Linked DNA regions of Oryctolagus cuniculus: all the other regions are linked to region 3. Evidence: chromatin contacts called from public Hi-C and Micro-C data. All regions are on one chromosome and are shown on one strand. The core of a region is the stretch at or near the end of the contact, and the rest is flanking DNA. Distances in the headings are between cores, read along the strand shown. Region 1 overlaps ATXN1 (ataxin 1). Region 2 has its middle 140 kb from the start of STMND1. Region 3 holds the start of ATXN1 (ataxin 1).

Evidence for each region. A called contact is a pair of places that touch in the nucleus more often than the background predicts.
Region 1: a Hi-C map of psoas muscle shows a contact between it and region 3, with 2.6 times the contacts expected there. The contact joins the enhancer-like site here to the promoter of ATXN1 in region 3. A contact is called at or near these places in 2 of 6 Hi-C or Micro-C datasets (psoas muscle and an unstated tissue).
Region 2: a contact with region 3 is called in a Micro-C map of ear pinna, with 7 times the contacts expected there. The contact joins the enhancer-like site here to the promoter of ATXN1 in region 3. A contact is called at or near these places in 5 of 6 Hi-C or Micro-C datasets (ear pinna, embryonic fibroblasts, psoas muscle and 2 more).

The regions. Positions count from the first base shown.
Region 1 is chr5:143,903,640-143,907,096 of mOryCun1.1, reverse strand. All of the region lies in intron 2 of ATXN1 (ataxin 1), which reads left to right. Among named protein-coding and RNA genes, the nearest start is that of ATXN1, 150 kb to the left of the region's middle. Within about 2 kb of position 1,301, at least 1 of the 8 cell types and tissues checked has an H3K27ac peak or open chromatin away from gene starts, as enhancers often do.
Region 2 is chr5:144,269,480-144,272,886 of mOryCun1.1, reverse strand. No RefSeq gene overlaps it. Among named protein-coding and RNA genes, the nearest start is that of STMND1, 140 kb to the left of the region's middle. Within about 2 kb of position 1,961, at least 1 of the 8 cell types and tissues checked has an H3K27ac peak or open chromatin away from gene starts, as enhancers often do. A contact at or near this core is called in ear pinna, where this site is marked.
Region 3 is chr5:144,048,705-144,052,109 of mOryCun1.1, reverse strand. It overlaps ATXN1 (ataxin 1), which reads left to right and starts at 1,714. Exons shown (of 7, transcript XM_051832601.2): 1 at 1,714-1,854. It overlaps LOC138849695, which reads right to left. Exons shown (of 2, transcript XR_011388744.1): 2 at 1-796.

The DNA.
Region 1 (3,457 bases), core at 52-2,551, 140 kb after region 3:
GCCTCTGGGTCCCCTGGTCATCCACAGATCAAAAACCCTTGGGGGCTGGGCATTTAGTGCAGTGGTTAAGATGCTGCTTGGGGTTGCAGTCCTGACTCCACTCCTTATACAGCTTCCTGCTAATGAACAGCTTGGGGGGCTGAAGGTGATGGCTCAAGGTGATGGTTCTTGCTGACCATGTGGGAAATCCAGATTGAGTTTCCAGTTCCTAGCTTTGGCCTGGCCAAGCCCCAGCTGTTTTAGGCAATTTGGAAGTGAGTTAGTGCATGGGAGATTTCTGACTGTCTGCCAGTCTCTCTGCCTTTCAGATAAGTTATTTATTTATTTATTTATTTTTGGTGGGGGTTGGTTTTATGGCATAGTAGGTAAAAGCTGCCACCTGCAATGCTGGCATCCAATATGCATACCAGTTCAAGACTGGCTGCTCCACTTTCGATCCAGTTCCCTGTTAGGTGGCCTGTGAAAAGCAGCGGGAGATGGCCCAAGTGCTTGGGCCTTGCCAACCATATGAGAGACCTGGAAGAAGCTCCTGGCTCCTGGCTTCGGCCTGGCCAAGCTCTAGGCTGTTGTGACCATTTGGGGAATGAACCAGCAGATGGAAGATCTCTCTTTCTCTCTCTCTTTCTCTCTCTCTCTCTTTCTCTCTCTCTCTCTCTCCTGTCTCTCCCTCTTTCTGTGTAACTCTGACTTTCAATGAAATACATCTTTTAAGGAATTTTTTAATTTGGAAAATAAATTACACCTGTACTTGACATATATACACTTTCTTCTTGTCATTATCTCCTAAACAATATAGAATAACAACTGTTTACCCAGCACTGAGGTTGTGTTAGGTATTATGAGTAACCTAGAGGTGAGGGAAAACGCAAGGAGGATGTGTGTAGGTTGATTTAAATACTATCCCATTTCATACAAGGGGCCTGTGAGTCCTGTAGTCACTCCCCTGTGGATGCAAAGGGACAGCTGTACAGTCACGGCGAGTTGGGGTTTTCACTTAGGAATTTTACAGGTGAGGTAGGGACCCAGTTCAACCCCTACCAGTACCTGGAAGTTGATTTGATTCACCAATGGATTGATGCCGCGTTCCATTGGTTACCTAATTTGTAAATGGCCATTTCAGTAGGCTTTTCAGATGTGGATTTTGCTATCGTATGCAGCCAGCTAATTCACAGTTCTCATGCCACAAATGTTTTTAATCACTTACTACGTGCTAGGCCTTGTGCCAGCCACAGGGAAGCCTCGGCCAGCCCAGCCAGAGACTCAGTCCCAGCCTCGCTGGAGGAGCAGTCAACAGCGGTAGTCAGTAAAGCAGGGATCTGGGCGGACAGTTCTGAATGGGGAGGCACAGGTGCCATCATCACCGAGTCCTGCATTTTTTATTCCGCTCCTCCTTGGTGCGTTCGTGTCAGCTGGTCGTGTGCCTCTCTGTGGGATGAGAGCATGTGTGTGTGGGGGGTGCTCAGTTGAGGAGAGCTCTGACAAGGACAGGATCAGAAGATATCCCTGTGCTTATTGCAAACGTGTTCTTTCATTGCCAGAATGCTCACTCAGTAACTGGATCACTTATGTGCACTCTGCGTTTTTGTGGAGAGGGGGGAGCTGCTATTTTTACCATCCAGTAGTGCTGTGATGACTGCCTGATAGCATGGTTAACTCTGCAGAGCCCCATCTGCCTCTTACTGGGACCGTATCATGCTCATATTTTTGTCCCTAGTGTCTGGTGTCATCGGGCCTGGAATTTAGTAGGTCTTCAGTACATGGTTGCTGGATCAAGATATTTCGGTTGGTAAATTGCCTGCTATCATCTACTCTGTGTGCATGATCAGCACCTTGGTTGTCCAAAGCAATTGAAAGCTCCTGAGCAGGAACATGCAGTCTGTCTCACTCCCTGCCTTGTAAGAAGTAGGTTTGCATCCCTCGGTCCCTAGTCCCTGCAGAATAGCCAGTTATCCCTGCATCAGGAAGATGGTTAAAGATAGGGAAAAAAACTGAGGCAGGGTATCGCACAGATAAATGGTCAGTGTCCTCTGCTCAGTCGGTTCCCTTCGGACCTCTGGACATAAGTTAACACCCTTCCCTGTCCCTAGGAAGGTAGTACTCTGTTCACTTCTGCTGCAGTCCCAGCTGCTTTCATTATAGACTCAGGGAGAAGTGAACTGAGGTGAACTTTGAAAGAAGGAAAGAGATGCTGCTCGCTTGATCGATGTGGGAGTGGGAGTGGGAAGGTTGTACTAGGCATAAAGATGGCATCAAAGAGGCTTGGCTGTTTTTCCATTTCCAGTCACCATTGACAGTTTGTATTGTTTAACATTTTTAAAAGTGTCCTCTGAACCTCTGGCTGTTCAAAAACAAGTATTTCATGGTGGAGATTATGTCAGATGATAAGAGAGGCGTTCTGTGATCAGTGGCAGGAACAGAGGTTGGAGCTGCCGTGTGACGAGAATTTAAACATACAGAAGTCAAAAAATTCAGGCGCTGAAGTGAAATGGCAAGCGTGACTCAGTCCCCTCGGGCATATGGTAGTAGCATTTTCTGAATCGTGGCATATTCTGTTAAATTTAAGCCCTTGTTTTTGCAAAGTCGGTGTGTCAAGGTTGCAATGTGAGCAGTAACTTTAGACTTTCACGGGTTTTTTTTACATTCTCACCCACATAATATGCTGTTATAGCATTTGTACACTGAGATTCAGAATTGCTTATAAAAATTTCAGAAGTGGTGCAGTCTCGGTTGTAGAATCCATGTGACTTGGTGAAGGAAGAAGCCTCCTCTCTGCTTGTACACGACCTAACACTGAAACAAAACCCAGCTACTTCTACTTTGTGATAAAGTATATGTACCATAAATGTACCTCTTAACTAGTTCGAAGTGTGCAGTTAAGTGACAGTAAGCACATTCATGGTGTTGTGCAACCAGCGCCAGAGCAGTTTTCATTTTGTAAAACTGAAACTCAACGCATTAAATAACAGCTCTCCGTTCCTGCCTCGCAGCCCCTGCTGACCGCCATTCTGCTTTCTGTCTTTCTGACTTTGGCTACCCTAGAGACTTCAAATAAGGGGGAAATCGAAGGTTTGTATTTGTCCTTTTGGGTCTAGCTTATTTCTCTTAGCTGCTGTATTTTTAATCGCAGCTTTATTGGGCTATAATTCACAAACTGTAAATGGCTTGGATTTGTTTTTTTAAAATCAGTAGTTTTTAATATAATCAGAACACACACATATGTAAAGGGTTGTGCTTTTTAGCTGTTTACTGTTGTCTGCTTGAAAGGCAGACTCAAACACACACCCACAGATCATCTTCCAAACTCCATCAACTGGTTCACCTCCCAAATGTCTGAAGCAGCCAGGGCTGGGCTAGGCAGAAGCCAGGAGCCTGCAGCTCCATCTGCATGGGCCCAGGCACTTGAGCCATCATCTGCTGCCTCCCAGGACACATGGGCTGGAAGCTAGAACAGAAGCAG
Region 2 (3,407 bases), core at 712-3,211, 220 kb before region 3:
TCCATCCACTGGTTCACTCCCCCAGATGGCCACAAAAGCCAGGGCTGGGGCAGGCAGAACAGGAGCTCAGAGCTTCTTCTGGGTCTCTAATGCGGGGGCAGGGGCCCAGGCACTTGGGCCATCTTCTGCTGCTGTCCCGGGCCCATTAGCAGGGAGGTGGGTTAGAAGTGTAGCAGCTTAATCTTTTTTTTTTTAATTTATTTATTTAGTTTTTTGACAGGCAGAGTGGACAGTGAGAGAGAGAGACAGAGAGAAAGGTCTTCCTTTGCAGTTGGTTCACCCTCCAATGGCCGCCGCAGCCGGTGCGCTGCGGCCGGCACACTGCACCCATCCAATGGCAGGAGCCAGCTACTTATCCTGGTCTCCCATGGGGTGCAGGGCCCAAGCACTTGGGCCATCCTCCACTGCACTCCTGGGCCATAGCAGAAAGCTGGCCTGGAAGAGGGGCAACCGGGACAGAATCTGGCGCCCTGACTGGGACTAGAACCCCGTGTGCCGGCACCGCAAGGCGGAGGATTAGCCTAGTGAGCCGCGGCGCCGGCTGCAGCTTAGTCTTGAACTGGCACTCACATGGGACGCCAGCATTACAGGCCATATCTTTACTGGCTATGCCACAGAAGGGTGCATTTCTTGGTAGCACCTCTGGAGCTAGGCTCCTTAAGTGAGAATGAGAGCTCTGACATTTACTAACCATGTCTCAAACTTGCAGTGGCTCAGTTCACTCATCTGGGAAATGGGACTAATAACACCTGCCTCACAGAGTTACTATGAGGAGTTAATATATATAAAATGCTTGGCACATAGTAAACACATGTAACCATAAGCTATTTATAACTTCTACTATTAGTATGCAGTTATTACATATTCTTGCATAAAATATAGAGTAAAGCCCCATCTTCCAGGACTGGTTTTATCTGAAATGAAGACTAGTATTGAAGAACTATTCCAGAAATAGTGTCAATTTCACACCTAACCAATGACAGTCTCACTCTCAGTTCAATGAAACTCTCCTTCCCTACAGAGTCCAATTGATAATTGTCTTTAAAATATTTATTCCATGGGGCCAACTCTGTGGCATAGTAGGTAAGACCACCCCCTGGAGTGCCGGCATCCCATATGGATGCTCGTTCAAGTCCTGGTTGCTCCACTTCCAGTCCAGCTCTCTGCTGTGGCCTGGGAAAGCAGTAGAAGTTGGCCCAAGGCCTGGGGCTCCTGCACCAGTGTGGAAGAACTGGAAGAAGCTCCTGGCTCCTGGCTTCAGATTGGCACACCTTCGGCCATTGCAGTCATTTGGGGAGTGAACCATTGGATGGAAGACCTCTCTCTCTCTCTACCTCTCCTCTCTCTGTGCAACTCTTTCAAATAAATAAATCTTTAAAAAGTGTTTATTCCATCTTGTCCTCCTACCTTTTACACAACAGGCTGCAACATGGACAAAGAACATATTCAACTATTCATTCATTCACTAAGTGGCTCCACACAGCCTGCTGTGTGTCAAGCACCAATTCAGGTGCTGAAATGCAACCGTGAGACCAACAGACAACCCTGCCCTAAGGAGGGTTACACCCCAGCGGGTTGGCACAGGCAAACAGGGAGCAAACAGAGCAATAGGCGAGCTAGTTTAGATAGTGATGAATGCTACCCAGGAAATTAACAAGGTGGTATGATAGCCAAACACGCAGAGGGTGGGGTTTGCTTCACATGGGGTGATCAAGCAAAACCTATCTGGAAGTTGCCATGTCAGTCAAGAGCTGAAAGATGCCAAAAGTTAGGCATGAAAAGAGAGAAAAGGACAGCCAACTGCAGAGACCCAGAGGTGAGCATGAACCTGGGCAATTCAGGGAGTAGAGAAAGCCTGGGGACAGAGAAGGATGAGGGGTGTCTAAATCTGGTTTGTGCTACTCTAACAGAAGACCTGGGGCTGGGTGCTTTATAAAGAACAGGAGCGTGCTAATGACACTTCTGGAGTTGGACAAGTCCCAGAGCAGGGCGCCAGCAGTGGGAGTGTGGCCTCCACTTCCGACACTGCAACCTCCAGCAGAACAGAAGGAAGCCACTTCTCAAAGCCCTTTTGTGTTGTGAATCCACCCATGAGGGCGGAGCCTTCATAACCCAAACAACTCCCGTTAGGCCCTAGCTCCCAACACTGTGGTGTTGAAGATTAAGCTTCCAACACATGCATTTGGAAGGGAGGAAAGCATTCAACCCACAGTGAGGGGAGGGTGGTACGGAATGAGTTTGCAGAGGTGGTAGGCAGTGTTCACATCACACAGGGCTTATCCACAGGAGTGAAGGGTGTAGTTTGTATTCTGATGAGAGATTATTGGCCAGATCTAAGCAGAGTAGAGACACGATCCAAGGAACGTTTTAAGGTGTGGCAGAAAGAGTGAAAGCAGTGAAATTACCCCCAGAAATAGGAGATAGTTTTGGCTTGAACAAAAGCAGAAACAATGAGGAGAGAGAGCGAGGTGGACAGATTTTTGTTGGATTTGTAAGTCAAAACCCAGGGTTACCGTTGGTCTTACAGTGAAGGAAAGGGAAAAGTTAACATTATTTTCAGGTTTTTATTATTATTATTATTATTATTATTTTGACTGGCAGGAGTGGACAGTGAGAGAGAGAGACAGAGAGAAAGGTCTTCCTTTTGCCATTGGTTCACCCTCCAATGGCCGCCGTGGCCGGCGCGCTGCGGCTGGCGCACCGCGCCGATCCGATGGCAGGAGCCAGGTACTTATCCTGGTCTCCCATGGGGTGCAGGGCCCAAGGACTTGGGCCATCCTCCACTGCACTCCCTGGCCACAGCAGAGAGCTGGCCTGGAAGAGGGGCAACCGGGACAGAATCCGGTGCCCCGACCGGGACTAGAACCCGGTGTGCCGGCGCCGCAAGGCGGAGGATTAGCCTAGTGAGCCACGGCGCCGGCCTATTTTCAGGTTTTTGACATAAGTAGATAGTGGTGATGTTTATACTGAGAAGCAGAAGACTAGCCCAGGAAAAGAAGAGCTGGGCCACAGAGTTTAATACGGTTCATGTGAAGACTGGACATTCCAATGGATATGTCAAAAGTGTATTGCACAAATTGGGAGGACAGGAAAGAGGCCCAATCTGTAGACGTAAATCTTGGAGTTATCAGCAAATCGATCTCTAGAGTCAGGCACCTGATGGAGATTATTCTAGACAGTGTGTGTTCTGGACATATTATGTAGCCATGTCTTTGCCTGGAATGCAGAGTATGAGAGTACATTAACAGGAAATCCCACAAGAGATTTCCATCAGAATGGATTTCTCATCCTTGCTCAGATGTGCAGCTCCAGGGTCCATGACACTCTGAAGAGGGAGTGCTGCAGAAGGGCAGATGTCTCTGGGTATTTTTTTTATCCTTTCTTTCAAATTTTTACCCATCAAGAAC
Region 3 (3,405 bases), core at 465-2,964:
TAATGAGACCGACGATCACCCTGAGGTTGAAACCGTCACGATCGCTGACTTTTAAATGGGGAAAAAAAAAAAAAAAAAAAAAAAAAAAAAAAAAAAAAGTTGTGGAAACCAGCAAGAGAGAACAGTCGTGGTTCTATTTAAGTAGTCATGCATACGGATATGGCATTGCAAAAACGCGAGGACAAAAGCGTTTCCCAGGCTCGCAGCGCTGGTTTTTATTTCGGAGGCACTCCGGCTCCACAATACGGCGTTGTTGCATTTCTCTCGGTGACTCTGCACCCCGCTTCGGTCGGTGACTAAATTGTTAGGTCATGGGCAAACTCAGCCAAAAGGTCTCGCAAACGCAGCTCGCAGGCAAGATACACAGGGATCGTGTTTCCAGACGCTCCGTGCTGAGCACCTGCAGGAGGGCGAGAGCGGTCCCAACACCTCCTGGTCTTCCAGAACCGTCGGCAGCCGCCAGCTCCCTTCCTCCAGGCGCCGCACCTGCGGGCCAAGGTGCGCCCCTTGCGCGCGCGCGCCGGCCGGGCCTGGCTGGGCGCGGGCTGGTGCGGGGCTGGGGACCGCACTTGCCGACTAAGTCCCGAGGAAGTACTTGGGCGCGGGTTCGCAAGAACCGCCGTTGGGTGCTCCTCTCGCTTTCTCTGCCTCCTCCGCTGGTTACCTCATTTCCGATGAAATTAATGATCCCGAATTAGCTGCGGGAGGGACGCACGCAGGCGCGTGCGCGCGCGGAGGTCGTGTGTCAAAGCCTAGCGCCACCGAGGAGTTCGGTGCCCGGAGCTGATCGCCCGACCTGCAGAGACAGAGGGAGGGAGAGAGAGGAGGGCGGCTCCCGGGGGTCGCCAGCTTTCAGGGGCCGCAACGGTGAGGCTGCCTCGCGCAACGGGACTCAGCCTCTCAACTTTCCAGAGTTGCGCGCTGGAGCCAGCCCCGCGGACCCAGGGTTTGGGTTCCGGGGCGCCGGAGCGAGCCGTGCTTGCCGGTTAGCGTACAGTGGAGGAGGCGCACACCAAGCCTGCGGGTCCGCTCCTCGCGGCGCCGGGGAGCAAGGGCACGTCCGGATGGGAAACGGCCGACCTCTCCGCCCCGCCCTGGGTCCTTCACAGCCCCCGACACTCGCTGGGAGAAACCCCCAGGCTGCCCGAGTTGCAACCCTCCGACTGGGTGGCGGGACCTGGGAAGGCGCTCAAGGACCCCCCTCCCCCGGCCCGGTCACCGCTCCAATGACCTCATCGTCCCAACTCCCCGCCCCTTTCCCGAACCTGGAAGGAGCGGTTCCACCACCACTCCGCTCCGCCCTACCCCCACCGAGGCCCGCTTCTTCCCTCCCGCTCCTCGGGGGCCCGCCCGGCGCGGGGCTCCCCGGGGGCTGCGTCCCCGGGCGGCGACGCGCACCGAAGGGTTAAGGGCGCGGGCCGCCGCCGCCGCCGTGCGCTCGCCGTGCTCTGCGCGGCTCGCCGGGCCGCCTGCCAGGGGGTGCCCCCTCCCCCCCCCATGAAGTCGGATCCTGGAGCTGCGGCGGCGGCCGCCAACTGCTCCATATTTGGCTTCTATTACACATTTACATACTGGAGCGAGCGAGCGAGCGAGCGAGCGCGAGCGAGCGCGAGGGAGGGCGGGCGGAGGGAGGAGGGAGGGCGAGCGGGAGGGGGAGGAGGAGGAGGAGAGAGCAGAGTATACCGCAGACATCATTTCTACTACAGTGGCGGAGCCGTACAGGACCTGTTCACTGCAGGGGGATCCAAAACAAGCCCCGTGGAGCAGCAGCCAGAGCCACAGCGGCCGCGAGACACTGTTTCTCTCCCTCTGTCCCCCCTCCCCACGCAACCCCAGATCCATTTACACTTTACAGTAAGTGGCTATTTTTTTTTCCTCCTCTGGTTCTTTCTCCCCCCTCCCCCATCCCCTTCGCCCCTTATTTAGATTAAAATCCCCCCGCCCCTCTCTCCGCTCCCCCGAGAGGGGCAAAAGCAACAACCAGCAAACAAACCCCAAACCCCAATTGGCTGCACGGAAAACAGCTGGAAGAGGAGCGAGGGAAACCGACGCGTCGTGTTGTGTGTGTGTGTATGTGTGTGTGTGTGTGTGTATGTGTGTGTGTGTGTATACAACCGTCCCCAGCTCCAGCCTCTCGGCCAGGACCCCAGCTCCGAGCGCCGACGCGGCCCGCAGGGGGAACTGCCAGGGCCCCGGGTGGGCGCCCGCCGGGCGAGGGGGCGCGCCCGGGCGGGGGGCGCGGGTGGCGAGAGCGGCGGCGGCGCCCCGCTCCGGCGGTTGCCGGTCCGGCCGCTAGTGCGGAGAACCATGTCCTCCTCCCTCCGGGTGGCGCAGCGGGGAGGCGGCGGCGGCTGGGGGTCGCGCTGTCCTCCTGCCCCCCGCCGCTTCCTTCGCGATCCTCCTCCCCAGAGGGGGGCGGTGAGCGCGAGCGGGGCTCGGGAGGGCTAGGCTTCCCCGCCGGTGGTCGCCTGGCCCCGGCGCTCCCGGGTGGGGGTCTGCCCGCCGAAGCCGGCCTTCCGGGGCGTGCAGCTGCGGGCTGGGAGAGGGCTGCTCCCGGCGCCGGGCCGGACTTTGCGCGCGGCGCAAGGCGTGAGGGTGCCCGGAGCGGGGCTGGAGTGGCGGTGGCGGCCCTGGCTACCGCCGCCACCGCCGCCCTGTTGGTGCGGCCGCTTCCTGATCATGTGCAGCCGCCGCCGCCCGGAGCCGGGAGCCCGCGAGCGCCCCAGCCCGGGCCCGCGTCCCCGCCAGCGCCCGCGGCAGGAGCAGAGGAGCGGCGGCGGGCGCTGCCCTGCGCCGGGAGTGAAGGGCTGCGCGGCTGCCGGGAGGGTGAATGGGAAGCCAGGAGGAGGGGAAGAGGCGGCGGCGGCGGCGGAGGAGGAGGCGCTGCGGGGCTTGGGATGCGCCTCGGAGCCCCGCCGCTCGCTCGCTCGCTCGGGGCCGGGCCGGACACTCTGCCACTCCCGCGGCCGCCGCCGCCGCCTCCTACGTGGTTCCAGTGCTGCGCGCAGGCCGGTCCCGCAGGGGGCAGGGCCGCGGCCGGCCAGGCGGAGCGAGAGGTGAGGCGGCGTGGGCGCGCGGCGCGGTACGAGCAAGAGGGTGCGGGTGCGGATGGGGGTGCGGGTACGAGTGCGCGCCGGGAGGGGGCTCCGCCGCCCCCGGGGCCGCCTGCCGCGTCCTCGGCCCCGCGCCCTCGGGCCGCCTGCGGAAACTCCGCGGCTTGCGCTTTCATTTTATTTCAGACCACGTAGGGGGGCTTGGCTGGGGGCGCTGAAACAATTCAGGTTTTCTAGGGAGATTGAGCAAGGAGCTTAGTTGGGGGGTGGAAGTCGGATGGTTCTGGAGAGGCTGCCAGAAAAAGCAAAAAAAAAAAAAAAAAAAAGCTTCTAAGGACGAGGAGGTCCGCTT